Linked DNA regions of Mus musculus: regions 2, 3, 4, 5 and 6 are each linked to region 1. A link is a contact called in public promoter capture Hi-C data. All regions are on one chromosome and are shown on one strand. Each heading gives the region's core, a stretch centred on a gene start, on an enhancer-like site or on the middle of the called end of the contact. The rest is flanking DNA. Distances are from core to core; before and after follow the strand shown.

What was found. Promoter capture Hi-C pulls out the DNA fragments that hold promoters and counts their contacts.
Region 2: a contact with region 1 is called in a promoter capture Hi-C map of pre-B cells, with 4 times the contacts expected there. The contact joins the promoter of Cdkn2c here to the promoter of Zyg11b in region 1. A contact is called at or near these places in 2 of 39 promoter capture datasets (neutrophils and pre-B cells).
Region 3: a contact with region 1 is called in a promoter capture Hi-C map of pre-B cells, with 2.5 times the contacts expected there. The contact joins the promoter of Pars2 here to the promoter of Zyg11b in region 1.
Region 4: a promoter capture Hi-C map of hippocampal neurons shows a contact between it and region 1, with 2.9 times the contacts expected there. The contact joins the promoter of Ssbp3 here to the promoter of Zyg11b in region 1. A contact is called at or near these places in 2 of 39 promoter capture datasets (hippocampal neurons and pre-B cells).
Region 5: a contact with region 1 is called in a promoter capture Hi-C map of hippocampal neurons, with 3 times the contacts expected there. The contact joins the promoter of Hspb11 here to the promoter of Zyg11b in region 1.
Region 6: a contact with region 1 is called in a promoter capture Hi-C map of pre-B cells, with 2.3 times the contacts expected there. The contact joins the promoter of Tmem59 here to the promoter of Zyg11b in region 1. A contact is called at or near these places in 3 of 39 promoter capture datasets (hippocampal neurons, liver and pre-B cells).

What each region holds. Positions count from the first base shown.
Region 1 is chr4:108,299,821-108,304,692 of GRCm38.p6, forward strand. Zyg11b (zyg-ll family member B, cell cycle regulator) reads right to left here and starts at 1,270. Exons shown (of 14, transcript NM_001033634.3): 1 at 1,071-1,270. The coding sequence starts at 1,100.
Region 2 is chr4:109,663,349-109,668,305 of GRCm38.p6, forward strand. It overlaps Cdkn2c (cyclin dependent kinase inhibitor 2C), which reads right to left and starts at 3,408. Exons shown (of 3, transcript NM_001301368.1): 1 at 2,262-3,408; 2 at 1,670-1,809. The coding sequence starts at 1,798.
Region 3 is chr4:106,648,151-106,653,205 of GRCm38.p6, forward strand. Pars2 (prolyl-tRNA synthetase (mitochondrial)(putative)) reads left to right here and starts at 2,919. Exons shown (of 2, transcript NM_172272.2): 1 at 2,919-2,981; 2 at 4,968-5,055. The coding sequence starts at 4,981.
Region 4 is chr4:106,908,625-106,913,385 of GRCm38.p6, forward strand. Ssbp3 (single-stranded DNA binding protein 3) reads left to right here and starts at 2,846. Exons shown (of 18, transcript NM_023672.2): 1 at 2,846-3,288; 2 at 4,279-4,351; 3 at 4,581-4,642. The coding sequence starts at 3,233.
Region 5 is chr4:107,251,149-107,255,916 of GRCm38.p6, forward strand. Hspb11 (heat shock protein family B (small), member 11) reads left to right here and starts at 2,755. Exons shown (of 6, transcript NM_028394.3): 1 at 2,755-2,847. Lrrc42 (leucine rich repeat containing 42) reads right to left here and starts at 2,385. Exons shown (of 8, transcript NM_029985.2): 1 at 2,127-2,385.
Region 6 is chr4:107,175,341-107,180,086 of GRCm38.p6, forward strand. Tmem59 (transmembrane protein 59) reads left to right here and starts at 3,290. Exons shown (of 8, transcript NM_029565.3): 1 at 3,290-3,577. The coding sequence starts at 3,389. It overlaps Tceanc2 (transcription elongation factor A (SII) N-terminal and central domain containing 2), which reads right to left and starts at 3,026. Exons shown (of 5, transcript NM_025617.2): 1 at 2,898-3,026; 2 at 2,225-2,364. The coding sequence starts at 2,323.

The DNA.
Region 1 (4,872 bases), core at 20-2,519:
CTTTCAATATATACACAGCAAAACGCGGATAACACTTAAAAATGGGACTGTAGTCACAGCCATTTTGAAGCAGAGGAAAATTTGCAAAGAAAGGGTTTCTCCAAGAAAGGACAGAAAGGACAGGACAAATACAACCTTTCGGAGGAAGGTATTCGAAAGACTGTCACAATCTGACTGCCAGGCTGATATTCAGACCTCAAATGCCCTTGGTCTCTGCCTCCTAACAAAAACAAATCATGTGCTCTGAGCAACAACTGTCAAGCCTGCAAATTACAAAAGATTTTTAATTTCCCTAACGGTAACTCCACATGAAAACACATTCAAAATAAAAATGTAACAACCCTTTTTGGCTATTTCTGTCAAAAGGCCTGATAATCACATAAGGCTACAGGATGTACTCTGTAACACACCCCACTCAGGTTTTTGCAATGACACTAAGTAGTAAAGCTTCCAGACTATTCTTCCATACCGCCAATCTCCCCTCACTTCCCCACTCCAAAACAGAACGGAGAAAGAAAGGTTACTAATCTGTATGTACCCGCCCAACAGCTCCCGGGTAGCAATTGCCTTCCAATTGCTCCTGCTTAGCCCTCTGAAACCTGCACAAGGAAATGGGGACAGATGTGTGAGCCGGCGACGGAGGACATCCGACAAGGGGCAGAGGAAATGCGGATGGTCGAGGACCAAGGGGAAGAGGGGGCGCCGGAGATAAAATGGTGAAGAGGGTCGAGGAGGGAAAGGAAGCAAAGTGTGGGAAGGAAAAGTGGGGGGTGGGGGTGACTAACGACCATAGAGGAGAAAGGTTAAAATGGTTGAGGAGAAAGGGGAGGGTTAAAGACAGGGAAGGGGGGACGAGGAGAATGCGAAGGAGGCTGTCACCGGGGGACAAAAGGGTGTCACCGGAAAGAAGGGGGATTAAGGGATGTCTCCCAAAGAGGTTTGCTCCTACTGGTGGATGGGGAACGCGAGCCGGAGGAGACAGAGGGAGGGTGCAGGAAGAAGGGTGAGACGGCTGCCCGGCGTCCTCGGGCCACCCTGCGGGGGGTGGGGGGCAGGCCGCGCTAGCTCACCATGGCTGCGTGGGCCTGGTCCTCCGGCATGCAGCCTCGGTCCTGCGTGCGGTGGCAGGCGGAGCCCGAGCCCGCCGCTAAGATCAGCCGGCTCGGGGGCTCCAGGAGGCTCGGGTCAGGCAGCGGCTCCGGGCTGGGCCCAGGCCTCGGCCTCGCTCTTCTGAACTACAGCAGCCGCTGCCGCAACCTGACCGAAACACAGACTCCGCCTCGCTCGCCGCGCCTGCTGCGCCCCGCCCCCCCGCACGAGGTCCCGCCCCTCTCCCTGAGCCTACCGCGCCCTGCCCCTTAGAAGTCCCGCCCCTCTCTCCCTTGCATGTCTCGCCCCGCCCCAAAGTGGTCCCGCCCCCTGAAGACCCCGCCCCGTCCCGGCGTAGACTCCATTCTCAAACGCCAGCCCTTAAAGGGGCCAACGCCCTCTGACGAGGCTGTAGTCTTTCCGTTTGGAAGAGCTTTAAATCTTACCTCCAGAAGACTGCAGCGCTTACCCTCATTCTTCAAAACTTAACTTCTGATTCATAGTCATTAATTTTTTTTTTTAGTCATTAATTTTTGTTGTCAACGTTCTTAGTGATTTTAGCATTCTGTTACATGATGTTGTTTTGCTGTTGTTTTCGTTTTGTTTTGTGAGAAAGAGTCCCTCCACATAGCATATGTTAGGCAAGTATTCTGCCTGCTACTGCGTCACATCCTCGGGCCCCACAATCTCAATTTTGACTATGGAGCTTTCCCTCTTTAACCTGCTTTTCTTTTTTCTTTTTAAAGATTTATTTATTATTATATCCAAGTACACTGTAGCTGTCTTCAGACAGCACAGAATAGGGCATCAGATCTCATTACAGATGGTTGTGAGCCACCATGTGGTTGCTGGGATTTGAACTCAGGAAGAGGGGTCAGTGCTCTTAACCGATGAGCCATCTCTTGGCTGCCTTCTTTTGATCTTATGTAAATGGTGTTTAGCTATGCTATATTTTTCCACCCTCTAGGTAGCTACTTCAAGTCCCTCTTCTCAGGCCTCCGATATTTCCTTCTTCATGCTCATTTAACTAATCATTTTTGCCTTCAAATCACTGACAAAGTAAATGGACAAAACAGAACATCTATATAAGTTTCCATCACTGACAGTGACTTCCAGACTACCTATAACTCCACTTGTATACTTTTTCCTTTCTGTAGCCCAGGCTAGCCTTCACTATGTAGTCCAGGTATGCTTCAACTCTCCATTTCTCTGCTGTGGTGGTTTGAATAGGTATGGCCCCCATAGACTCCTGTGTTTGAATGCCTGGCCCATGGTGGTTGGTGATACTAGGAAGAGTAGCCTTGTTAGAGGAAGTGTGTCACTGTTTCTCCAGAGCGCACACTTCTGGAGACCTAACCCCCTAGCCTCTTGCCACTGGACCATCTTCCATTTTAATCACTATCAAGTATACAGGTCAGGCAGGATTAAGTACTGGTGAAGCCATCGCCAAACAGGCACTCCAGAAGGCTGCCACTTGATTGTTTCCATCGTGTTTGTGGTAGTGGGAATTAACTACAAGGCTTTGCACATGCTGTGCAAGTGTTCTCCTCTTGGGCAACATCCTCAGTTGTTCAGACTCTGCCGCTCTTGCAAAACTGAATGTCTATCCCTATATTCTTTCTCACTGTCCCTTGGCAAGTACTGTGCTACCTTTTGTTGGAGGTTGCAGCAGTGCTGGGTATTAAGTTGATGACCTCACACACGCTATGCAAGCTCTCTACTACTGAGACACACCCAAAGCTAGCATAGTCCTGATTTTTAATCTCTGTGGATTTGATTACTCTAGTGATGGTTGTTTGGTGGGAGGCTGTGTATTGTGATGCTAAATTCTGTACTAATTCTCTCATTTACCAGCGTTTGTTGTGCAAACCTTGTTCCTTAACTTAAAGCTATTGGTTAAGTAAAAATGGTACAACCAATTACTGGAGGGATTAGAGGTAGGCAAGTTTTGAGTTACCTGGCTGATTGATGTTTGCAGAGAGAGAGAGAGAGAGAGAGAGAGAGAGAGAGAGAGAGAGAGAGAGAGAGAGAGGAGAAGAATGAGAGGGAAGAGACAGACAGAGAGAGACAGAGAGAGAGACATAGAGAGAGAGAGAGAAGGAGGAGGAGGAGGAGGAAGAAAAGGAGAAGGAAGAAGGGGGGTGCTGGAGAGATGGCTCAGTGGTTAGGAACACTGACTGTTCTTCCAGAGGCCCTGAGTTCAATTCCCAGCAACCACATGGTGGCTTACACCATCTTGTAAACTGATCAGGTGCCCTCTTCTGGTGTGTCTGAAGACAGCTACAATGTGCTTATATACATAAAATAAATATTTCTTTTATAAAAGAAGGAGGAAGAGGAAGAAGAAGCTGCCATGAAAAGAGATGGCTCATGAGCTCATGGCCAAGAGAAACAGCAAGTATTTGGGGTACACTGCTGGGGAAGCAGCCAGGCCAGCAGTTAGAAAAGTAGGAGGCATTCATTAGCAAGCTAGACAGGAATGAATTTAAATTAGTTGAACTACACTGTAGATCAGGTGTGTGTGTGTGTGTGTGTGTGTGTGTGTGTGTGTGTGTGTGTGTGTGTGTGAATGTCGGGACTGAGTCCTAGACAGGTCAGACAGACATGCTAGGCAAGTGTTCCACCACTGAGCATGTCCAGCCCACATGATGGTGTTTTGTTTTGTTGGGTCTTACTAGCTCTGGCTGACCTGGAGCCCACTATAAAGACAAAGCAAGCCTCCAACTCACAGAGATCCATCTACTTCTGCATCCAAAGTGAAATTAAAATTGTATATCACTACACTGTTTTTTCTTTATATATATGGTGTGTGCAGGTTCATATGCCCATGTGAAAGCCAGAGGTTAATATAAGGTGTCTTTCTTTATGGTGTTCCACCGTGTGTGTGTGTGTGTGTGTGTGTGTGTGTGTGTGTACAGGTACATACGTGTGTGACATGGAGAATGGAAGTCAGAGAATATCCTTTGACAGCTGGCTTCCTTCATCATGTGGAACCCAGGGATCAAACTCAGGTCAGCAGGCTGAGAAGTACGGCAAGCACCCACCACTGTACTCACCAGCCCTATCCCTCCTCTCAGCTTGGTTGGGGGTCTTGAGAAAGGGGTGTTTGGGAGCAGCAAAAGACTGACTAGAAGTGAAATCTTTGGTGCAAGCTGGCAGCCTTGTAGTCTGCTCCAGACGGCTCCCTTAAGCAGCTCTCTGTAGATAACTCCTCTGTAGTCTGCTTGAGAGAGATCTTTCCTGAAACACCTCTCTCTTGCCAGAAAAAACTCTAAAAGCTCTCTGGGTAGCTCATGGGTTTTCTGACCAAAATCAGAAAAGCTACTCTGAAAAAAGTTCTTGGGTTTTCTAGAAAAGATTCTAAAAGAGCTGTGTTAGCTCTCTAAGTAATTCTTGGGATTTCCAACCAGGGTCAGAAATCCAGTTATAAAAAATTCTATGAAAAATTCTAAAAGAGTTGTGTTCGCCCTTCATGGATTTTCTGACCCAAATCAGAAATCCTGTTTGGTTTTTTTTTTTTTTTTTTTTTGGTTTTTCGAGACAGAGTTTCTCTGTATAGCCCTGGCTGTCCTGGAACTCACTCTGTAGACCAGGCTGGCCTCGAACTCAGAGATCCACCTGCCTCTGCCTCCCGAGTGCTGGGATTAAAGGCATGCACCACCACGCCCGGCTTGTTTTTTTTTTTTTTTTTTAATCTTAAAGAGAAATATGTTCATTCTCCAGAGATTTTCAAACAGCTCAGCTCTTGATAGAAAACATTCTGAAAAAAGAACTGCTATCAAT
Region 2 (4,957 bases), core at 2,158-4,657, 1.4 Mb after region 1:
AACATTTGACACTTCTCCCTAAAACCTTAGTCACATTTAAAGACTTAAAGTGAGCAAAACAAGAAACAGACCCCTTAGGTCTTCTAACAGCAAATGTATGATGGAGTCCTTTAATTATTCTGATTGAAAAACAACAGCAAAGGAGAAAAGATTTCTGCAGTTGAGTAAAAAGCATAATCATAAAGTAAAATTTGCCATCTTTGGCAGAAAGTGATAGTATAAATGATTTTGAAGAAAGTTCTTTCTGATGACACAATTTCAGAGTCAGGATTATGTATACTGAAAAAGACTGTGTGTACCTGTTTCATTATATGTATTGATATTAAGCTCTAATAAGTGGGTATTACCTAAGTTTGTTAATAGAAACAAAATTGGGTGGTTATTTTTAAAATATTTGTCAAAGTTTAATTATATTAATTACCCACTCACCCTATTTGTCAAACACTCTGTGCTATCTTTTTCTGAACTCAGAAGTGGCTCCTGCTTTGTGAGGCGGCCCTCATCTCTTGACTTCTCAGTAGAAAACCTTTCAGCATCTGGACTTGCTGCCTTCACCAAGCCAGTCCACAAGTGTTAGGTGGAAAAACAAAAACAAAACCTTTTCCTTATTTAATCTACCTGAATCAAGATAAATATTTTAGTATTTCTGCATAAGCTTCCTCAACAGAGAAGGGTTTTGTAAGGCCAGCTGTATTCTGATTTAAAATATACAAACCAAATGAGCTTCCTTCACCAGGGCATCTCCTGCCACTTAAATTTCTATTTTTTAAAACAGAAACAAAAATCTCTTATGCCCTTGCCCCGGTGGTTTTTCAAAAGCTGCTTCTGGCCGGGAAAGCTCCCAGGAATACCATCAGAACACCAATAACAGCAACCAGTGGAGACCACTTTCCCCATGTTTTGCTTCTAAGGCTTTCAGAAAAGTTACATGATACCATTTGGAGGGGAAAATATTATCAGGTACATAATTGGCAGCTGGACATGTGTCAGTCGTTGCCTGTAAATCTAATTACTGAGAATTAGAGCATGCCACTACATGACCACAGGGATAAGAAAACCACTACGACTCGGCTCTGATTAGAAATTCAACTTTTTAATTTCTCCTCACTCCTGAATGGGTGGATTAGGTATTATATTAACTGTGAAAATGTACACCCTGTCCGGGTGCCCAGGCTATCCCATACCAAGCGAGGAAAGGTCGTTTGTTAAGACATGAAACAGCTGAAGGTAAAACACCCTGCCTAGACGTCAAGAGAATTAACTTTAAAGTCAATTATTAGGATCAAAATAGGTGAATACCACCATTAGCTGTGTATTTACTTGAAATAATAATCATAATAATGTGCTTAAAGAGCTATCTAAAACAACACTGCACAAAACAAACAGATTTCGACGATAAGAATACTTTAAAACCTCCATTGTCACAAAAGCATTCCAAAAATTATGACCAAACCTAAGATTCTCTTGATATCGAGGATGTTATTGGAGTTGACCAGTTTCTCCAAAGTACGTCATTTTGGGGAGTTGGATCCACTTAAAGATATAAAATATGGCAACCATGAAGGTTTTAAAACAGTGAAGATCTGTACCCCTCCAAACTTAAAAGCTGTCATTTTAGAAACCCAGGCAACCTTATTAACTTGTTTTCCCCACCTCTGTGGATACCAACCTGCAGCGCAGTTCTCCCAAATCCATTTTGAGCGTTGACGTTTACATTATTTTGCAACAAACTAGTAAGTTGCTCTAGGTCCCCCCTGGCAGCTGCGGACGCCAACTCGTTCCCCCAAGGCTCGGCCATTCTTTAGGGTCCTGACGATCGGGAAAAGACGATTAGTTGCTTCTCTTTTTCCCCTTTCCTTTGCTCCTAATCAGGCTGCATGATGGCATCGGAGGCTGACAGAAGGACTGGGATGGTTAATCTGGAGTAGAGCTTGGTAGTAAATACTAGTAAGGTCGGCCTGCCAAAAGCCCGCCCCTCGATTCACACGTGATTATTCAGCAAAAGTGAGCCCATTGGAGAGGGGCTCCTTCTCTAGCTTTTTAGCTTAACCCCTAAGAAGGATTCTGGCGATTCAACAGAGATACATACACAGAAGCAGTTCTTGATTAATTACTATGGACGTGAGATGTAGGCAGAGCTGTCACGTACCTAAGCTTTACAGCTCTGTGAGGAAGATGTTGCGGAGACTTAAAGGACTAGGTCAGCTCAGACAACACCGCGAAAGAAAAAGTATTAGAGAGTAGAAAAGGTATTAACCCACCCTTGTTCACAGTGGTGATTTGAGGCAGAATTTCAGAGTCAGGTCCTTCGCAGAGCTCACTTTCCATCCGTCTAGCCGAAGGGGGTAGTCCAGAGTGCTGCTCGCTCGCTAGCAGAGCGCCGCGCTGGCTGGATGCTGACGTGCTCGGGAGGGTTAAAGACGATCGCTGAGGGCAGACCAGAGCAGCAGCTCTGAAGCCCTCAACTCTCAGGTCTCAACGACTCCCTAGCGGGCTCGGCGTCTTCAGAAGAGCCTCCGGAGCCCGCCCGCCGAGCTGCCGCAGCCCCGCCGAGCCTCAGAGGCCGTGGGAGCCGGGCAGGGCGCGGGTCTCCGGAGGCTGGTGGGTGTGCGGCAGACCCCCGCCAAGCCCGTCATGCCGGCCCCGCCGGGTCCCGGGACTCCCGGCAGCCTGAAGACGGTGCACGGCGAAGGGGGAAGCGTCTATGGGGCTCCAGCCGCTGGGGTAGCTCGCGGCAGCATCGCTCTTGCACCCGGCCAGCTCACCAGTAACTTCCCGCCTACGACCGAGCTAGCTCAGGCTCTTCACTGCAAGCGCTCGCTGAGGGGCGGCCGTCGCCTCTGCCGCTGTCGTTCCCTCCCTTTCAGATTTTCCCGGGGCGTCCGATGATGGGAAGGGTCTTTGGAAGTAGGAGCGGTCGCCACAGATCCCGGGCGCAGCCAGTCCCGCCAACTTCTTGGCGGCCGCCCAGCAGCTCGGGCGCTCGGTGCCACTTGGCCAGTTAGTTCTTGGCGGTCCTCCGGCCTGTGCCCCTATCAGTGCCGCGGACAGGACAGCGGCTGCCAGCCAGTTGGGTTCCGGAGCCGAGGCAGGCTGCGCCGGCCGGTCGCGAGCCGCAGCTGACAGTTTCTTTTGTAGTCCGACTCCCCCAAATCTCTGATCGCCGCTCCCTTCTCCGCTACAGACACTTGCGCGTCTTTCCTTTAGGATCTTTCCCTTCCCTCCCTCCTTTGCTTCTTTTTCCGCTGAAGCAACTGCTGCTACGGTTGCCTCTGAAGGTACTGTGCCGGTTTCTTATCCCTTTTTTCCGACCTCATCAGCTTTTTTTGAAAAGAAAAAAATTGAGCGCTTTTTGAGTTGAAAAACCCGCCCCCATTTTAACGGCAGAGTTTTAAGGAGGCTCCGCCGAGTTAGGGCGCCGCGGGAGCGGGAAGGCCGGGCCCCGCCCACGCCCCGCCCAACGCCCTGGCGGCGCAGTGGCCGGCAGCCCGCTCGCTCCGCCCTCGCGGCCCTGCGCCCTTCTCTGCCCGCGCTGGGCCTGGGTTCGCTGGCGCTCCCGCCTGCCCTCTCGCTTCGCTAGTCTCCCCTGCCGAAGCGGGGTGGGTTCGGCCCGGCCTGGCCTGCTGTTCTGGGGCTGGCTGGAGTGGGAGCCTCTACCGTGCGGGACCCCGGTGGTGGTAACTAAGGCCGCGGGTGCGGGCGGAGGCCCTTAGAGGCTCGGCGGCCCTGCAGCTGACGGGTAGGATCTCCTCTGCTGGAGCCGGGCAGCTCCACCCTCCTCGGCGCTCCCCGACCAGGCTCGCCGAGTTCGAGTGGCCTGGCCCGGGGCTGCTGGACTCCTTTGCTCTGCCACAGGCCTTGGCACCTGTCAGGTCATTGCCAGGGCTGCAGAGGCGACACAACTGACAGCACCACAGGGCAGAGAAGTCTTGTAGACCGAGTTTTATGAGAACTGAAAGCATATTACAAGAAATCCCGACGAACTTCAGGGTCTAGAAAATGTGAACTTCTAGTCTTGAGGGAAAAGGAGAAATGCAATTAACTTTAAACAAAGCTTACAGTGAGTTAGAAAGGTTTTCTAAAAAGGCTATGTCTTTATTGGGGGATTTCTTTCACTCACTACACCGAGGATTGGTTGTTTTTAGGTGGAGGTGAGGATGGTGGTCTAAGTGTAAAAGGACCAGTGCATCCATATATTTCATATTCATCAATTTTCTGTACTTTTCACGTCTTCTTGTAGGCATATGAGATTATTGCCTTCTATACTTTTATGCTTTTAAAAAAACACCAGCATGGTTGCATTCAGTGGTCAAAATGAAACCAAACCCCCCCTCCGCCTCCCCTCCCCCCCAAATATTGGTCTAATTAGAACCAGCCACTGCACATATATCCTCAAGTAACATCTGTAACCCAGTTCCTTGGAGTAAAGTGAAAGTATTCAAACAAGCCAGAGACATCTGGATAGTCATTTAGCAACAGGTTGGCTGTTAGGGAAAATTGGAACTACAAGAATTTGGCAGTGTTTCTTTAAGTTGTTAAGAAAAAGATTAGAGCTAATTTTTGAGGTATCGAAAGCTGAATATTGTGAATCAGGTAACAACAAAGGGGATGAACTTCTTTAAAAATCATTTTAACAGAATATTTAGGATTCCATGTATACTGTATTCCATGTATACATTCTGGGAACTCTGAGTTTTTAGTTATCTGGAAGCTATGATAGGAGATTGGCACTGTTAAAGTGATAACTAGCACTAATACAAATTTACAAACACTGCTTTCTGGAAATTAATGGTGTCTTGCTTGGAGAAAATATGGTAACGAGGAAGAATAAAATTGTGGGCATTCTGTATAAAAATGGATGTACATGTGTTATGACTTTCATCAAATAAAATATCTTTGCTGAATTACTGAGTAAAGAAAATGCAATGTTTAGGGTGCTGTTGCCCAGGCTAGCCTA
Region 3 (5,055 bases), core at 1,669-4,168, 1.7 Mb before region 1:
AGCCACCCAGAAGGCTGTCTCCTGGAAGTGGATTGCAATTTGTCAGCTCACCCTTCAGGTCAGGCTAGAGTGGAGACAGTGATGGACAGCTTTGATGCAGTCTAGGGGTCTTGGATTGATACAGTCTAGAGGTCCTGCCTGGGTTTCTTTTCTCTGCCGGTTAAAGAGTTAAAAGGCAGGAAAAATCTTAAGCTCAACAAGGGCATCTGAGAAACCTCAAGGACCTCAGCTAGAATTGGCAGCTGGAGACCAGCATTTACTGCTGAGGCAACAGGTATGTGCAGCAGACACACAGAGAGAAAGACCCTGTGCAAAGCAGAAGGGAGACTGGGGAAGCTGAAAAGCCAGACTCGGGTTAGCCTTTTAAAGCCTATAAAGAGGTTTCCTCCCTCAACCTAGGGTTGGTCGGTTTGAGGAAGGCAAGGATGGTTGATTAGCCAGGTGTTGTGTGACATGTCCTGAACAGGCCTGTGACTCGTTGAGTCAATTTAACACCATGTAGCCTGCTGGTGAGAGACAAAAGCCAACAAGGTCTTCATTTGTTTTGAGCTACTCAGCTTTTGCCTCAATTCAGGAAGCAGAGAATGAATGAAGCTGGCCATTTGGGAAGTTCAGCTAGCCAAGGCCCCTCCCGCTATCTGTCTGCTTCCCAGGGCGTCTAGCTCCTACTCCTAGCTTGTTGAAGACAGGCGGTCAGATCTGGCTTATTGAGGTTTGGGGGACCTGGGTTCTGGCCCTTTATAATTCTGGTAACACCAGGAGTTGTGAGAAATAATGATGCAGCCCCACCACCTACCTGTCACCCCTGTCATCTCACTCTGCTCCAGGCCTCTGAGTGTCTGGTCCCTCTGCCTGCCAGACCCATTCTTCTCCCAGGTAAAGACAATTTCCTCAGTAAAGCTCCCACTCTCCTGGACTCCTACAGGGCTTCCCTGAACCCCAGTGTTGCTGCAGATCACAGGCTGTTCGGGAAGCTCCGGGGGAGCTGAGAGCAGTTTGTGTCACTGTCACAGTTGTCTGGTCTTGCCAAGGGGTACAGCACTCTTAAGGCAGTTTAGAAAGTGTGGTTGTTGTTGAATAGGCTAACTGGAAGGCAGCTCCTCCTCAGGGCCCTCTCCACTCTGTTTCAAGCCTGCAACATTCTCCCTCAGACAGCTACACGGTCTCCTTCTTCAGGTCTTTGCTAAAATGCCACACTCATGGTGGCTTTCCGTGGGCACCCTATGCACCATTCAGCTCCCTACCCCATTTTTGTTTTGTTTTGTTTTTTTAAGTTAAATTGTCTTCAGAACATTTAACACCCTCTGACCGGCAACTTACTTTTTCTTTCTATGGATTTTTTTGTGGTAATTTTTAAAAATTAATTTTATCAAAATCCGGTTTTGTCTTGGTTTCTGAGTCTTTACTGCCCCACTTCCCTACTGTCTGCTTTTTATTTATTTGTTTGTTTGTTTGTTTTTGTCAGCTTGACACAGCTAGGGTCATCTGGGAAGAGGAACCTCAGTTAGGAAACTGTCCCCATGAGGCTCCACTGCAGGCCAGTCTTCTTGATTAATGACCGACATGGGAGGGCCCAGTGCATTGTGGGAGGTGCCACCCTTGCACATGTGCTCCAGGGTTGTACAAGAAGGCCGGCTGAGCAAGCCATGAGGAACAAGCCAGTAAGCGGTATTTCTCAGTGGTGTTTGCTTCAATTCCTGTCTCCAGGTTCCTGTCCTGAGACTTGACTCCTCGCTACCCACCCCCACCCCAGGGATGGACGGTAACTCATAAGCTAAAACAAACCCTTTCCTCCCCAAGTTGCTTTTGGTTGTTATCTTTCTCACAGCCACTGAAAGCAGACTAAGACACTTGGTCGGCTGAAGTTTGACTGTGTCAGCTTACAGGCCATCACTTCTAACATGAATGTTGGGAGCTGTTTTCCCCATTCTCTGCTTCCCCACAGCTGCAGCAGTAGCGTGTACTATGTAATTATTCATAAACTATTTTGTGAGGGCTGGGGAGACAGCTCATCAGGTAAAGTGGGTGCCATGAAACATGAAGAGGGGGTTCAGAGCCTCAGTGTATAAGGTAGAGATGGATGAGAAACACCTATGAAAGCTTTGGGCCTTCACACACTAGTTCACACGTGTATATGTGTTCCTACACACATACAAACATACCACATAACACACTTATGTAAACCATGTACATATACATCTTGTAAATGAAGAAAAGACCCAGCCTCATTGTATGTGTGTGTGAGTTTGTGTGGGAGTGGAGGTGGGTATCCTCAGTGGTCAGAAGGTTTTGGAGTTCCCTGGAGCTGGCGTTTCAGTGATTGTGGGTGCTGAGAACCGAACACTGGTTCTCTGAAGCACAGCAGTGGTTGTTAACCAGCACAGCAACGAATGTTTCAAGTCGCATCTTCAAGACTCAGGGACACTCGCCTTTGAGAAGCCACATCCGTGCTCTCCAGTTCCCCTGGTGCTTTTAAGCCTAGTGCTTCAGCCTATATTAAAATGTCTTTATTAAACCCCATCTCTGCTTCATAAAATTTTTTAAAAAGACTTCCTTGGCTATTGTAATACAGGTGACCTTATGCAAGTGTTTCATAGTTTTAAACTCATTTAAATTGTGGCTTGTTCAATCATAGCGTAGATTTGAAACATAGCTATTGTCAATGAACCTGCTCTCCACATAGACCGGGCCTAGCAGTGGGCGGTAAAAACAGGACTCAAATCCTTTAAAGTAAGGTTTGATCATAGAGTTGAACCTTGCTAATTCCTAGAGGGCACTTCCGGAATCTTGGCGGGAGAGCGAGGCTCTTTGGTTTGCTTTCCGGAAAACCTCTCCAGCCTCTCTCCAGAGCGTGGGACCGGAGCATCCCGCCCCCTCCCGTGAGTGCGGCTTTCCGATTGGTGAGAAACACAGGGGGCGAGGCTCCGGCCATGTCGGCGCAGGCGCACTGGCTTTGCGTGACTGAAGAGCGCCCGACTCAGGTATTGAGTTGCTGCTGGTGAGCATCGGTGGCCGCTGGACTTGGAGGGTGGCTAGGAAGGGCCCAGCGAATCTAGGGACAGTTTCTGGGCACGCGCACCCACGATCTGGTGTCTGCTGTCTCGCGTGCATCCTCTCAGTCGCCACAGGCTATTGGATAGTCGTGTGCTCGGTTGCAGTTCACCTTTCCCCATCTCCACCCCCGCTGTTTGAGAGCAACACTTCCGCCCTAGTTATCCTTGCGTGGCCCTTACTTAGAGGCACAGAGTTCCTAAAAGGGCCCATTTTGGACCGGTCCCGGGGATGACCTGGTGGCTCAGCCGCCTTAGGGTTCTAAAGAGGAATGAAGTGACCGCAGTACGCTCACTCCTCGTAAAGGCCAAGATAGAGCAGGGGTTGGAAGTTTCATCGCTGTTGTATGCTGCGCTGACGTTGGTGGTATTTGGAGGCAAATTCCCGCAATCCAGAATGGCCATGGGCCTTTTGATGTCACCTGACACAAATCAGAGCCTATGACCCTATGATCCATCTCAGAGCCTATGAATTGGGCATCATAATACACAAACCTTTAGGGCACTAGGCATTGCAAGCACACTGTGTGCAGTTTTCCTGACTGGATCGTGTGTGTGTTCATGTACTGTGTACCTGAAATAGGGCGAAGGCAGGGAAAAGGCCTCTTACAGGTGAGATCTGCGGTACACTCGAAAGGCAGCAAGAAACTGTCATTACCAATGCCTGTGTTAAGTTGAAAGTGTAAGGAATGCAAGGAGGCCAGTAGAGACTGTTTTAACAGTCACGGATGATGGTATCTTGAACTGAGGTGCAGGCTGGTCAGGTGGAGCAGGCTGGGCCAGAGGACTAAAAACTGTGACAGTACTGTGGAGCAGAGTAGATGAGGGCAGGTTTCTGGTTTGGCCAGAGGGTGCTTTGCAGGGTGATACTCAGATCTGCAGGGGCACCATTGTCTGAAGAGATTCTGCCTCACTAAGTTTCAAATAGCGTGTACTATGTTCTCCAAAGATGGGAGAATATATAGGTCAGAAATTCAACAGTTTGGACAGTGAAGATGCAAACTGACCAGGAATGTGTGGTGGGTGAGAGGAGCAGTTAAAACAATATTGACTTTTTTGTTGCGGCAGATTTTCATTTCCTCCGATGTCCTGGAACTCAGATGTGCAAACCTAGCTGATTCTCTTACCTCTGGCTCCCAAGTGCTGGGATTACAAATATGCCTCAGCGCCTAGCAATACTGACTTAGTAGGGATCGAGACAAGGAATTGAAGAAAAAACAAACAAACAAAAACCAAAAAAAGCCTGCTCTTCGCTGTTGCCTGTGAGATTGCAATTGACTTGTTTCAGGGTCTCTCCCCAGTGTTCTGAAATAGTAACAATATCAAACATCCACCAGGCTCATGGCCTGTGCCAAAAACTGTTGTGAGAATTTTTTCTACCTTTAAAAAAATTCTCAACAGTAAATGTACAAGGCTGATCTGGTGGTTATATCATTTCATGATGAAACTCTAGCACACGGGTAGCTACAGATGTGGCAGGCTGCTGGAAGTGGCCAGTGGAAGTTGGTTTAGAGCCGACTGCCTTATCTAGAGCCTGCGCATAACTGGATGCTATCTCCACAACAGGCTGGTAACATTTTCATAATCAGAAGAATATGACTTTCTGTTGTTGCTGCTGCTATTGGTTTTTTGTCTGTTTTGTTTGTTTTTGTATTTTTTAAAAAAGGTCTCTCTACATAGCCCTTACTGTTCTGGCACTCACTATGTACCAGACTGGCCTCAAACTCAGAGATCTGCCTGTCTCTGCTTCTCAAGTACTGGAGTGCTGGGATTAAATGCATCTGCCACTATACCCAGATGGATTTCTTTAAGTGGTACTGTGATGTGCTGGGCTAATAGACATGGAAGGATCCACATCTTGGATCCCGTGCTGAGAACCAAGTTAATCGTCATCCCACGTGACTCATTTTTCTCCAGGTGCCAGGGTGTCATGGAAGGTCTGCTGACAAGATGCAGAACACTGTCTGCCTTGGCTGCCTGCAGCCTCCGTCACTGCAGATACATC
Region 4 (4,761 bases), core at 1,596-4,095, 1.4 Mb before region 1:
AGAGCTACTTCAGGCCTGGGGTGTTGTTTTTTTTTCCTCCCCTGGGTCCCCTGGTGTCCCGTTAGGTCCGAATACACACAGGTATGGAACCTGTGCTGGGTTCAGGAGATACCCAGATGATTAAAATGTAGGTCTTCCCTTTCTGTCTGGTGGGGCAGACAGACAGTAAACAAGTGGCTTACACAATGGGCTGGATAGAGGGAGGACTTCTTTGTAGGTTCAGTTGAACAAATGAGATCCAAGCTGACGGGATCGGAGCAGGCAGTTTTGGAAGGCGCTATCTGTGGAGGAGTGTTAGGTTTTGAAGATAGTTGAGAGAAAGGGCTTGGGGTGAGGGGCATTCCAAGTAGAGGTGTCAGCCCAAAAATGTGCTCTAAGGGAGGCAGGAGAACCTAGTGGGAAAAGATAAGTTAGGGGCAGAAAGGCCACCTATGGGTGTTTGGGCCTGCTTATGATCTGACTAAGACTCTGGATAACTGCCAGCTGCAGCATGCTAGCTGGGGCTGGAGAAAGGTCTGTCTTCTAGGGAACCCTTTAGCTGCCTCTCCACTGCCAAGAGCTAAGACACCTCCCTCTGGTCTCTCTGCCTAGGTTCTCTCACTGTTTCCTTTAGCCAACCAACCCACTGGGAGCCTCACTCTGTCAAGCCTCCACAAAGGGCAGACCACAGAGATTCCGAACAAACAGCCCCCCCCCCCTTCCTCTCACACATGCCCAGGAAGGAGGGGCCAGTCCGTTTGCAAAGGAGAAAAGGCAAGAGGAATAGTAGCCTGTTGGAACATCAGACTATCCAGAGATTTTAAAAGACCCCTCCTCCCCCAGACCTTTGCCAGCTGACAGGCGAGGATGAGCAAGGGGCTCTGAGGTGGCTCAGCTCTTGGGCTGCTAGGCATGGCCAACCCGGAGAGGGGGCTTCGGCAGTGGGCCCCCGAAGGGCAGTGCCTTCCCTCCCCCAAGACCCAACTGGTCCTCCTCATCTGCGGGACCTGCAGACACCAATGAGTCACTGTGTTGACAAACCATCTCTGACCATTCCTAGCCCATCAAAAATGGAAGTCCAGAGGAAGGGTATGAGCAGACCGATTTAATTAGCGCGGGCTCTAAAGGTACCTTAAGTTGGCCCTATTAAATTAAACTGCCTAGGGGGAAAAATAACTGTAATTATTTCCTTTTCTCTCCTACCATTGTATTTCAACTCCCAACCTCCACGCTTCTCCCTTTCTTGACAAGACAACCTTTAAACTAGGGGCTGGCATTGGCATCCCCAAACTAGGTCTCAGTGTTTCTCTTTTCTGCCCTTCTTCTGTCTGAGCTCTGGTTTCTAGCAGAGAGCAGAGTCCAGAGGGGTCCACGGTGCTTGGCTGTATTCTAATTTAGGGAGGCTGTTACAAGTGTAGAACATTATTCCAAAAATGCACCCGGAGTCTCCTTCCTGAACCAGTGCAGATCCGTTTGCCGTGGGGCATTTCTTTTAAAAACCCCTTTTCTCTCTTCGGCAGGGCAAAAAAAGCAAACTTTAATGGTAGGGAATTATTGTTTATTTTGTTGAAATCTAGTTCTGAGTTTTCCTACTTAAAACGTGTTTTCCCCAGGACACTGACCTATCCTTTAATTGTTTGGTGTGAGGCATGTTAGGGGGAGGGGCGTTACTTGTTTATTGGAACAGCGCAGTTAAAAAAAAAAAAAATCAACCTAGGCTAACAGTTTCAAGGCTCCCCTAAAGATGTATCCAAACAGGCAGCCAATCAGCGCTTACACAGCTTTTCTGCTTGACTCTTTTAAAGAGACAGTGCCGACAATGTTTTATCACATTTAAAGAGAACCGCGCTCTAAAAACAGTATGAAAATGGGGAGCCATCCCTTATCTCACCAGTTTTTGATTTGGAGACTCCAATGAGAATACACTGCAGGTTTTTGGGTTCCTCGAGTGGACAGAAAGGAGTCGTGAGCAAAAAGCTTGGTCACTCTGCCAACCCCCCATTTCCCATTGTACACCTGGGTCATTGACAATGGAAGCTTCCCCTCCCCCCACGCCCGACTCTGGTCCCCTACTCTCCAATTTAGCTCCATTTATTTGAAGTTTGAGATTTCTGCGGCGCGCATTCCGAGTCGCGAGGCGTCCAGGTGACGTCCCTCATCCAAACGGAACCCTTTCCCGTGGAAAGGCGAGAGGCTAACTTGCCAGGGCTAGCAAACCTCAGAAATTTGAGAGAAATCAACTCTCTTTCCCTCTAGTCCAAGACCTCTTTTCCCTCCTACAGCTTGCCTGGAGCACGCCAAGGGCCATTTTCGCGCGGCTCCACTTTGGGGTTTCCCAAAGTATTTTAACGATCTAGTAAAGAAGCAGCCGCGCGCTTTGGCGCCAGCTTCGGCCGCCCAGCTCCGCGTGCAGCCCTGGCCGGGGCTCGGGAGGCAGGGCTGGGCACAGGCAGCCCGGGGTGGGGCGGAGAGGGGAGCAGGGCCGGCCGGGGTCCTGGCCCGCTGAGGGTACGCTCAGCACGGGGAGGCGGGGGCGCTGGGGGCTAGGCCGACGCGGAAAGGGGCGCGCCGGGCCAGCCGGGGTCCGCGCCTGCTGTCGCAGCGCCCAGTCCCCGCCGCGCCGGCCGGGTGCTCCAGTCCACGCCCGAGCCCCTCGAGTCACCGCCCCACCCCAACGCCAAGGCTCGCCCCCCGCTCCCCCGGCCGGGGCACGAGCGGGCAGCGGCTCGCGGAGGAGGCGCAGCGGGACTGGCGCGGCCGTGCTGACAGGCGTCCCTCTCGGCCTCCAGGCCCGCCCCCGCGCGCCGATTGGCCGCCGCGGCCGTCCGTCGCGGGGCGTGGACGCCCGCCGCGCTCCTGCCGGGGCAGCCACGTTCGGTTGAGCTCCAAGTAGACCAGCGGCGGCGGCGGCGGCAGCGGCAGCGGTGCTGAAGGCGCAGAGGGCGGCGCAGGCGGAGCCGGGCGGCGGGCGCGCGGGCCGCGAGCAAGCGAGCTGCAGGCTTCGGGCGGGCGGCGGCGCAGCTCAGGCCGAGCCGGCGCGGGAGGAGTTCCAGGGCGATGGGGCCGCGGCCGGGGCTGACGCTTTGACAGCTGGAAAGAGCGCGGAGCCTGCGCCTGGGAGGGAGGGAGCGCGGCGAGCGGAGTGCGAGCGAGCGGGCGAGCGCCGGGAGGGGGCCGGGAGCAGGGCAGCTCGGGAGACCGGACGGTAGCGGCGGCGGCGGCGGCGGGCTCGGCGCCCTCTTCTCTGCAAGCCATGTTTGCCAAAGGCAAAGGCTCGGCGGTGCCCTCGGACGGGCAGGCTCGGGAAAAGTAAGCCTCTCGCGAGTGGGGCCGCGCCGCGGGTGGCGGGAGGCAGGTGGGCGCGGGGGTCGCGCCGCCTGGTGCCCCTGGGGCCCGGGTCTCTGCCCCGCGGCGGCGGCGGTGGCGTGGAGAGCCCATTGTTGGGCGCCGGCGGAGGCTGGGGCACCCTGAAGGGGCGGCAGGGCAGCGGTGGGCGAGGGTAGTTGGTAGGCGCGGGGCAGAGCGGGCGCGGGGGTCCGCGACGAGGGTGGGCGAGGTCCCACTCGGAGCCGGTGCGCTCGGCCCGCTGGGCGCGGGGCCCTTACTTTGCCCACCGAGTGCGGGCAGGGGGCGCGTGGCTTTCTGCAGCCCCGAAGGCTCCTTTTGTCCGCCCGCGGCGTGAGGAGTGCGTGCCGGGGGCTTTGTTCGCCCGGGAGCGCTCTCCCTACCCAGCCAGCGGCCTCCCCGTCAGCCCGGTGCGCTCCGGGGCGTCCGGGCTGGGCTGGGCTGGGCTGGCGGCGCCGGCCCGGCCCCAGGCTTGGGGGACAGTTGTTTGAGGGGGAGATGCTGAGGGCGGCGCTTTGCTGCCCTCTCCAGAGCGCGCCAAGTACCCGGACTGGGACCGAGTCCGTTCGGACCCCAAAGCTGGGCTAAAGCAGGGAGCTGAAGTGGGCTGGGAAAAGGAGGGTGGCTCAGGCAGGGCTCTTGTAAGGGGCTTGCGAGTTTGCGAGACCTAGGTGGGTTTAGTCCCAGTGCCACTTGGAAGTTCAAGTTTGGGGACCGGTCTCCGGCTCCCGCGGCTTGGTGCAGCTTGTCTGTGGTACCCACCCACTAGCTGTTCTGTCTGGGGTGATAGGTACTCACCTCTTGTCGTGGCCACAATGGGATGGCACAGACCGGGCTCACAGTCACTGGCAGGGTCCAGAGCGAGCCTTAATGTGATCTGACCTCTCTCTCTCTCTCTCTCTCTCTCTCTCTCTCTCTCTCTCTCTCTCTCTCCTCTCACTCCTCACTTTCCAGGTTAGCTTTATACGTCTACGAATATTTACTGCACGTAGGAGCACAGAAATCTGCACAGACCTTCTTATCAGAGGTGAGTGGGACTCCTTCTCTTTCCCTAGCATCCAGTTTCTTGACACCCCCTCCTCCCCACTATTCTTAGAGCCTTTGTTTTCAGGAGCAGCCACTGTGGCCACCATTTTGAATTTTTATCACCTTTTGGCATTTATTGTTAGTTGGTCTTCACAGCCTTTTGGCTGGGGAAGGCCCTGCGTCCCCCTCCTTTCTGCCCCTCTAAGCTGCCTCCGCTCCCTCTTTTCTAGATTCGATGGGAAAAAAACATCACACTGGGTGAACCGCCTGGGTTCCTGCACTCGTGGTGGTGGTAAGTTTGTGTGATAGTTTTGTGTGTGTGTTTTGTTTTGAGGTCCGGGTCCAAGTGAACAAAGACGGGGGTCCAGAGCAGGCCCTCTACCTTTAGCCTCTGCCTCCTACGGACAAGCA
Region 5 (4,768 bases), core at 1,505-4,004, 1.0 Mb before region 1:
CAAGAGCCTTTTCTTGCCTGGGGGTGTGAAGGTTGGAAGTGCTCTTTTAAACTGGAAAGTTAAGATAACATGTATCTGCAAGATAACAATGTTCAGTGTAGATCTCTTGCAGCTATGGGTCAGATTAACAGAGTGACTGGCTGACTGGCGGTGTTCTAGCCCACTACAGAGAAACAGCTCTGTGATCTACCTAAGCATTACAAAGCATTAAAAATGTACAGCAGTGCATTCACATTACATTAGTGAAGCTAAAGTTAGCACAAAGCATATCATTTCTTCAAATAAATGAAATATAACCTTGGTACATTAAAAATTCAGTTCTGTAAAACATCTTTAAATGAGAGAAGGATAAAATAATTGACAACCAAACATAAGTTTTAAAACCTTGAATCCAGCTTCCAAGCAAAAAGCATAAAATTATTCCAGACAAAGAGAGGAAAGAGGAGAGAGGCATCAGGGTAATAGTGCTAAAACTGTGAGCTGAGCCTATGGTTCAGGAAAAAAAATACCAAAACCAAAAATCAGAAAGAACACCTAACCTTAATAAATCAGTCTTCTAAGAATAAGTAGGCCAAAATAATGATCAACAATAATGATTCCAGATGTGACTGAAAGCTACCATTTTTTATATACCTACAAGCTAACAAGCACTGTAAGGTACAACATAAAATGATGTCATGCAATCACTGATCCTATGAGGTCAGTATTGCCACTTTATGGATGAAGAGCCTCAGAGAAATGAAGGAACTTAAGGCTCACAACTCCTAAGTGAGAGAGCCTGAATTCAATCACAGGTCTGTGTAATTCCAAAGCACAAGATCTTCCCACTTGTATCTCAAGAATAAAAATACAACATCAGCCTTAAAAATATTCTTAAAACACTCAAAATTAACATCACCGGCCATTTGATCTCTCTGGAACTCACAATGGCTCAAACTGGGAGTTAAGAGGGCAGGGACTATAGTAAAAAACAGTGGTCATCTGAGGAAGAGTGGGTGGAAACAGAACCAGGGCTCACTCAAGGATGAAGCGCTCCCCCTTCACTCTGCCAGGGCAGAAATCCGCCATATCCACACACCAGGAAAACATCTGTCAACCCACTACCTTCATCTCAAGACTGCAGACACCTTTGGCTCATTTGAAAATGTAGTGGTTTTTAAAGACTTTTTCTTAACATAGGAAGAAATCCGAAGAGAAAGTAGTTCCAAAGTATCTCTAACCAACTAACAATCCATCTTCATTGTTCTGTGTCACCGCCATTATTCAATTTCCCACTACTTCTTTTTTCCCTGTAACTTGCCACTTCCCTACCTGCCTTCTCCCCCAAACTGCAGAAACTCATGTCCTATCCGGGCCCATACTTTGTCCAAGAGCAAGCTAATCTCTCCCACATCTTGATAGTTTTACCCACTCTTTAGCTTTTCAAACAGAAAAAATTTCAGTCCCCCACCCCCCAAATTCTAACCTTCCCCATTCACTCCCAGATCTTCTACCCATCTTCCTCACATCCCAGACTCTCCCGTGCCCCTCAAAAGACTCAACCCCGCCTCCACCTGTCTTCTAGCGACCCGTCTCCAGCCCCCATCCTTCTCTCCCTCCTCACGAGTCTTCCTCTCACCATCGAGGTTCCTCTTAGCACCCTAGTCTCCCCATCTCTTTCCCGGTTTTGCGTCCTCAACCTTCAGATTCCCCTTTCTTCACGCCTCACTATCTCCAACTTCCCAATCCACGGCCTCAACTAGTTTCTTCCCTGCCCCCCCCCGCCCCACCCCTCCCCCTATTCCAACCCTAGCTCCTTCCCTTGGTGCACTCCTCAACCCCTTTTCTTTCCCCCTTTCCCGGCACTCCCACCCAAGCTTCTCCCCAAGTCCACCTAAGCTAAATCCGCTCCCTCTCCCGCCCAGAACCCTAAATTCTCACACACCCTCAGTCTAACCCGGGACGCCGCGGACCCCACCCTTAAGCCCACCTCAGGCACCCCTACCTCTTCATCCTCCCACCCCTCCCACCGCGAGCTCTACCTCGTCCCTAGGGCCTTTCCCCTCCCCCAGCCCCTCACACTCCGCCCCCGCACCCACGCGCTGCCTGAGGCTCGGCGAGCGGCCCGGCCCGCGGCCGCCACCTACCTGTGCCCCTGCCCGGGGCAGCGAGCGGCTGCACCTCACTGGCGGCTCCTTCCTCCACTGAGCGGCTGACCGGGAAGCGGCTCGGCAACCTAGGCCACAAAGCCCGTGAGGGTGGGACACACACAGAGGGTGGCAAGAGGGAGGGGCTGGGGGCGACCTGGCGCCGCGGGACTGAGGTACCAGCAGGGAGGGGTGGGGGGGGAAAAGAACTCGGCTGGGTAGGCGCGCGTGCGCGGGGCCGGCATGAGGGGCGTGGTCTGATCTGGAGTGGGCGGGGCATGTGGCGGGGCGGGGCCGGGAGTGGGTTGGGACAGCCGAGCTGAGAAAGCCGGGCGGTCGCAGGAAGGGTGAAAGGGGCGGGGCGGGGCCGTGCGTGTGCGTGCCCGCGCGAGGGCATGTCCCCCGAGATCTCTTGGAGGCCCCCCCACCTCCCCGAGGCAATGCAATGTAAAGGTAGTCCTGAGGAAAGACGCGCAAGTGAGGTGGCGCTTCTAGGCGGAGCCCCTGCCAGGAGAGGGCGGGGCGGGGCTGCGCAGGGCGCGCGCCTGGGAACTCCTCTGAGGCTGAGGCGGGGCGGGAGCGAAGCGAAGCGAGGCGGGGCGGGGCCAGGGCCGGGCGGGGCGTGACGGGCGGGGATCGCGAGCGGACCCGGTCCTTTCGCGGAGCTACCCAAGGCCCAGGCGAGCGGGTCCGTGCAGCACGGTGGGCGGGCACCGAAGAGGTGGGAGCCCGGTGGCGAGGCCGGCGGAGGGTTGCGGGCGGGAAGGAACCGGTTGTGAGGAGACGCGCGGCGGGTGACCGCGGGTGGAGCAGCGATGTCGCTGGGAGAGAACAGAGTGATTAGGGCCTGGCCTCTCTCTAGGCCCCCCTCCCCAAGAACTTTTAGTGCCCTGAAATGATGCTTTGACCCTCAGAAGGAAGAACAATTACAAATGACAGTTAATATGCCAAACGTAACACATTATCAGCACGGTCCAACCTCAAACAGGAATAATATTTAAAGTCAATGTGGGTGCATTTACGTTATTTGAAATTATTTGAGTCTTGGAGGTGAGAGGACTGTGTCCGGGCTGCCATTATGGGAGAAAGAGAATGACCGGTTTTAAATTTACACCAGAGCTACCAGTGGATGCTGTAGGAAAGGATTTGGGGCAGGCAGATGTAAGAGCACACAGACCCAAAGGTGCTGGTCAAGGAGAAAATCAACCCAGGACGTGACCCAGAGGTTTTCTGAAAGAAGTACCAGAAAGGGCTACACTGTATATTTAAAGAGAAAATCAATGGCCCTGGGAAAGGGTAGGGAATCCACCGTCCCTGTCTGTAAAACCCAGAAGGATGGATGGTGTCCTAGAGCCTACTACCACTTTGGTAGAGAGTCCCTGAGGGTATTCATCCTCGCTTAGATCAAGCATTGCCTCTCAAACCTCCATCTTGGAGCTGTGTGGAAACATGTCTGCTGGGTGGTTTTATGGGTTTCTTGGGATTGGTTTGCCTCTTTCTCATTAACTGCAACAAAACCTTAATGAAAGCCAAATCTCTGCCCCTGGTTTTAAAGAACAGATATTGGTAGTTCAGGTATATTCATTTTTTATTAAAGTGCTTTATATTCACTGTATTAAAGTGCTTGTTTGCTTTTTCCTTAGATCATTTAAGAATAAGGTAAAAAAAAACCTGAAAATTTGAAGAGAACACACTGTATCTTATTCATCTACTATATACATAGATATGAGAACATTTCCCTAGATGGTAACTCTTTTATTTATTTTGGTTTTTTGAGAGCAGGTCTATTCTAGCCCAGGAAAACCTTAAACTCACTTCTAATCCTCCAGCCTTGACCTACACAGTATATGGGGCATCACCCCTGACTTGTAATTTTTTTGAAAATGTATTATGCTCCCTTATACATTATTTATCCACATGAGATATATATCCTGTATTTACCTGTTTTGAGACATTCACACCAATTTTGATAGTAAAACTAGAAAATATAAAAACACCACAATTTTGTCAACCTTTTGCAGGGGATGTACATCTTTAATGTATGCATAACTGGAGGGGGCACTGGAAGTTTTAAAAAATGTTTATTACATTTATTCATTTGGAGGAGCATGCTTATGAGTTGGTTTTTTTTTTTTTTAATCTGCCCCGAACAGTATGGACCTTAATCATGTCTTTGAGAGGTTCTGAACTGAGCACCGTACTCTAGGTGTGAATCACATTGTTAGCACCCAGCCACTAGTTGTGTGTGTGTGTGTGTGTGTGTGTGTGTGTGTGTGTGATCAGCTTGCTGTATCAGCATTATAAGTGCCTGGGCCCTTAGTACCCGTGGACCCCTTACTGATGGAATGTGCTACCTCTTTAACTTCTTAAGTTGCGTTTTTATTGGCTGTTGGGTATCAGGCCTGGGGCCCATGCCTGCCCAGTGTCACTTTCCCATTGTCTACACCTTCAGCCTAACTTTTAGTAAATCTAAAATAATACTTTTTTTTTTTTTAAATAACACTTTTAAATTTTACCTTTGGGCCAGTCTTGTCTTAGTCTTGTCTTATGTTGATTTTTGTCATGGACTAAACAAGTTAAATTTTAATACATCTAGATCAAGGGTCATAAAAGGCCAAACAATATTTTAGGCTTTATAGTCT
Region 6 (4,746 bases), core at 2,040-4,539, 1.1 Mb before region 1:
TAGGACCTAAGCTAAGTACTCAGAACACTGCCTTACCACCACCGTTTGCAGCCCCAGATGCCCTCTCAGCCTTAGATATCTAGACTGGAGGAGCAGGGGTGTCACTTACACACAGAGTCTTGGGATGGATATAGTCACCTTGGTTAAGCACACAAAACAAGGCAGAACTCATGGATAGAGAAGCCAAGGAGGAAAAGTCAAAAGAAGCCAGAAATGCAGGAAAGGCAAAGTGACCAAAAGGACTCTCTGCAAGTTGCTCCCAGTATATCACAGTTCATTTAGCAGTCACATGACTGATGCTTTCCATTTGGGGGTGGGTGGGTGGTAACGGAGGCTGACTGGGGACCCTTCACACATGGCAAGCAGGCACTCTACTACTGAGCTACACCCTAACATAGCTCTTTCTCTTTCTCAAAAAAGTCTTGCTCTCAACCCATTATGTTCTTGAATGCTCCATCTTTCTTTTTTTTGGGGGGTGGGGGGGGTGGGGTGGTTTCGAGACTGGGTTTCTCTGTGTAGCCCTGGTTGTCCTGGAACTCACTTTGTAGACCAGGCTGGCCTCGAACTCAGAAATCCGCCCGCCTCTGCCTCCCGAGTGCTGGGATTAAAGGCGTGCACCATCATGCCCGGCACGCTCCATCTTTCTGCCTTAGCCCTCTAAGTGCAAGGCTACCGGTGTGCTTGACTGATTATTTGTAAATAGTCCTTGCCCCTTCCTAACTAGTTAAAATCAAGCTTAGTTCCCGCAAGCAAACAGCACATTTAAGTCTCTGTGGTCCAGGGTGGGCCTGTGGAGCCATGAGTCATGAAGCCCTGTGCTACAATTCTGGCCAAAACACTACATATAAGGTGTCGGACCACTATAAAGCATCACCATTCACACTGCACTAGGTCTGTCTAGAGCAGTGGCTCCCAACCTTCCTAATCCTTTAATACAGTTCCTCATGCTGGGTTGATCTCCATAAATAATAACCATAAAGTTATTTTCATTGCTACTTCATTACTGCAATTTTGCTACTGGTATGATTGTAAATACATAAATATCTGTCTTTTCCCAATAGTCTTAGGTAACCCCTGTGAAAGGGTCATTTTACCCACTGGTATATAGAATCCTACTTAAAAAATTAATATACCTGAGAAAAACTTTTCGGATGGAGAGATGATGGCTCAGGGGTGGTTGAGAGCAGGTGTTGCTGTCGGTGTTCTGAGTCTCACAGGTCATTTGGAGAAAGAGAGACACTGCAGGACATATTAAGGCCTTGCTGGCAGGAGGAGGTCCAGCCTCTGTGGACCGAACCACAAAAAGCCATGCAAAAGCAAAAACAACAGGGCTGGAGAGATGTTTTGTGAAGGAAAACATCACACCCCTGCAAGTTTAGCCTTTATAGTGTACTGTTTGCAATGCTCAATAATGCAGGATGTTCTAAGTGTCCCAGAATTGTCTTGTGACCAAAGGCTGTACAGCTCCTTCAGAAAAACAAGTCTATAGCTAACAGAAAACAATCGCTGTCAGCTTGATTTCTTAAAGGTCCAAGTACTTCTAGAACACAGCCACTCATTCTGATGTTTACCCTAGACAGAGTGAACAACAGCTATTTCATCCTAATGTTTTCCCTAGATCCAATGATTCTACTAGAATTCCTGCCACATACTGCTCTTGCAGAGGACTTTAGTTCAGTTTCCAGGACCTCAAATTTCTACTTTAGGTAGTGCACAATCACTATCACTACAGCTCCAAAGAGAGCCAAAGCCACTAGTGACCATATCCACACACAGACACAGACACACATAAGAATAAATCTTGGCCAGGAATAGTAGCACAAGCCTTTAATTCCAGCTCTTGAGAGGTTGAGGCAGGGGGATTTCTGAGTTCTAGGTCAGCTTGGTCTACAGGTGAGTTCCAGGACAGTCAGGGCTACACAGTGAAACCCTGTCTTGAAAACCAAAATAAATAAATAAAAATTCATCTTAAAAAGAAAAAACTTAACAAAGGGGGGTAGTGATCCTGTCAGCTAGCAACCATACCCTAAAGCCAGAATTGGATTAATTCAGGGTAGCAGAGGTACAGGAACTGATAAAAGTCTGTACAGGGTATGTAAGAAAGAAAAATGGTCCCTGAAGGGTGCTTAACAAAAAGTCATGATTCCCTACAATGGAACCTGTTGGCCCTATCTCTTTATGACAGTCCTGTGCACATTTTCTCTGACCCCACATTCCTTCTCACCTTCAACGACTCAATCGTGGCTTGCTTGTAAACCTTTTCTCCGAGTTTCTTCTTCGGGCTATTCTGGATCCTAGGCGTTCGAATGACGAATTTATCCATTGCTGGGGGCTCCGCCTACCTTCAGGTGCTTGAGGAGTATTCTATTCAAGAAACAGGGTGAAACTTTATTAAGGTTGAGATGTGTATTCCCAGAAGTGACACGACTGGATTTTCTAAACACGTCTGAATTATGAAGGCTTTTGGATGGTATTTACAGGAAATAAGACTTCTTCTCGAAAGAGGAAATCTCTTCTGAAACTATAATTAAGTTTACTTCCTGGGTTAAGTTCCTAAGATCCAGAGGGGCATGCTAGGGAGGGAGTTGGATTCCACTACCCGGGGTAATGGGGTGACTTCTGAAATCCTTTTCCAGTTCAGGTTGAGTTGTGATGAAGTTAGGGTTCCACTGGGCTCAGTGAACCCCTCTTTACACCCACTCCGCGGCAGCCCCAATCCTAAGAATTACTCTAAGGCCCACAACAACCATCTCCAGACCCCGGCGCAATACAGAAGCTGCTTCAGAAACCAGTGTTGTGTGTCAGAGAATCCCAACCCTTCCACGAGCAAGGCCTTGGCCCCAGCACTAGGAGGCCTGGAAAGGGCTTATCCAATCAGAGCTCGACGTGAGACCCACCGGGAAAATCAGCCTGCCTACGCTGTTTGGTCTCTTGACTCCTCGGGACCTCCACCCGGGCCGCGCGTTGTAACTATTTGTACACTTCTTCCGGGGCCCAGTTCCTCGCTGGTGACCCGCAGGAACTACACTTCCCAGAACGCACTGCGAGGCGTGCGGAAGCTGTGGTTGAGGGAAGCAACACCCCTCAGCTCGCTCCAAGCCGCCGAGAACTACTGGCCCCAGTCGGCCTGGCACGGAGAAAGGGGCAGGCGCGGCTCTGAGCCCAAGGCTGAGATGGTCGGCCGGGTCCCCAAGCCCGCCCACGAGAGGTTTTCCGTCCCAGAGACCGGCCAGGAGGCAGCCGATTGGGCGGACCGGGGCGGGGCCGAGGAGCTCTCGGAGGCGGAAGCGCGGGCCGGAGGGGCGGGGAAAGGGGCTGGCCCGGAAGAAGGAGAAAGCCTGAAAAGAAAACAGCAACAATTCGAGCTGCTGTGACAGAGGGGAACAAGATGGCGGCGCCAAAGGGGAAGCTTTGGGTCCAGGCCCAACTGGGGCTCCCGCCGCTGCTGCTGTTGACTATGGCGCTGGCCGGAGGCTCGGGGACTGCAGCGGCCGAAGCCTTTGACTCGGTCCTGGGAGACACAGCGTCCTGTCACCGGGCCTGTCAGCTGACCTACCCCTTGCACACCTACCCGAAGGTAGGCAGGGCCCATCCGTCCCGAGTTCCCCTCATCCCTCGGTGCCCCAGCTCGCGTCGTTCCACCTCGGGGTCAGCGCCGGGGCCCTAGTGGTGAAGCTGTGCTTCAGCCGCTGCCCACTCGGTGCAGCTGCAGTTTTCCTTGCTCCTGCGGAAATTGCCGGAAGTTTGTGCTGCAGGTCTCGGCGATAGGCTGGGGGTTGGGGGGGGGGACACAAATGTGCGGAATCGGCGAGCCCTTGGGAGCCCGCGGGACCGCCAGGGAGGCGATCGCTTGCTAGGGTAGATGGAGGATGAACGCGAGGTCCTGACCTAACTAGCAGCGCGGGGGTGGGGAGGATGGCGCGGACGCAGGCGTGCACAAAATAGTGCCTTCCAGTCTGGGTTGATGGCGCGCCTCTCTGGGACGAAGCGCGTTGTGTTCCCCGAGTCGGAGAAAGCTTGACAATTCCTTTGCGGTCTGAAGTGTGAAGTCAGCCTCAGTAGTTACCAGACACCGTGGAAGGGAGGACTTCCTGTCTGTGTTGAGTGTGTGTGAGACGCTGCCGCAAGGGACTGGATGCCTTTGTGAGGCGGCGGTTGGGGGGGGGGGGGTCTGTCTTCAAAAAACAATAAAGTAAAATAAACGTCACTCAGTGCAGAAGATAAGGAATCGTGGAGTGGATCAGGAAATTCTACTGTCCTACGGAAAACCTATACTGTGTAGCTAGAGGAGAGACCGATCCCTAACCCTGGTCCCTGCCCGCAGCCGCTGCCTAGCCTTTAATTCTGCCTTCTTAAGTTGTTTTCCAGTTTCTTATGAATTCTGTTTACTCAACATTCTAAATTGCTTGGTGGTTCTCCCCACTCATTTTCCATATATAATTAGGGTTTATGCCCCTCCCCACCTGGCTTTGTAAGGGCTTTCGCTGATGCGCGTGGTTTTTTTTTTTTTTTTTTTTGGCCTTGTCTTCTGTATGCTATTTGCTTAACCATTGTGGCTCTCCCTCTTTGCCTTCTAAAGGTACAAAGTGACTAGAATGGCAGTCCCAGTGACTTTAGAATGTTCCATATTGACAAGTGCTTTCCTGTCTTTGATATTAAAAAGTGTAAATTCTGTACCTTCAAGCATTTTGTCCCCCTTACCCATCTGAGGGTCATCAATTACAAGCAAAACATAAACGGCGCCAC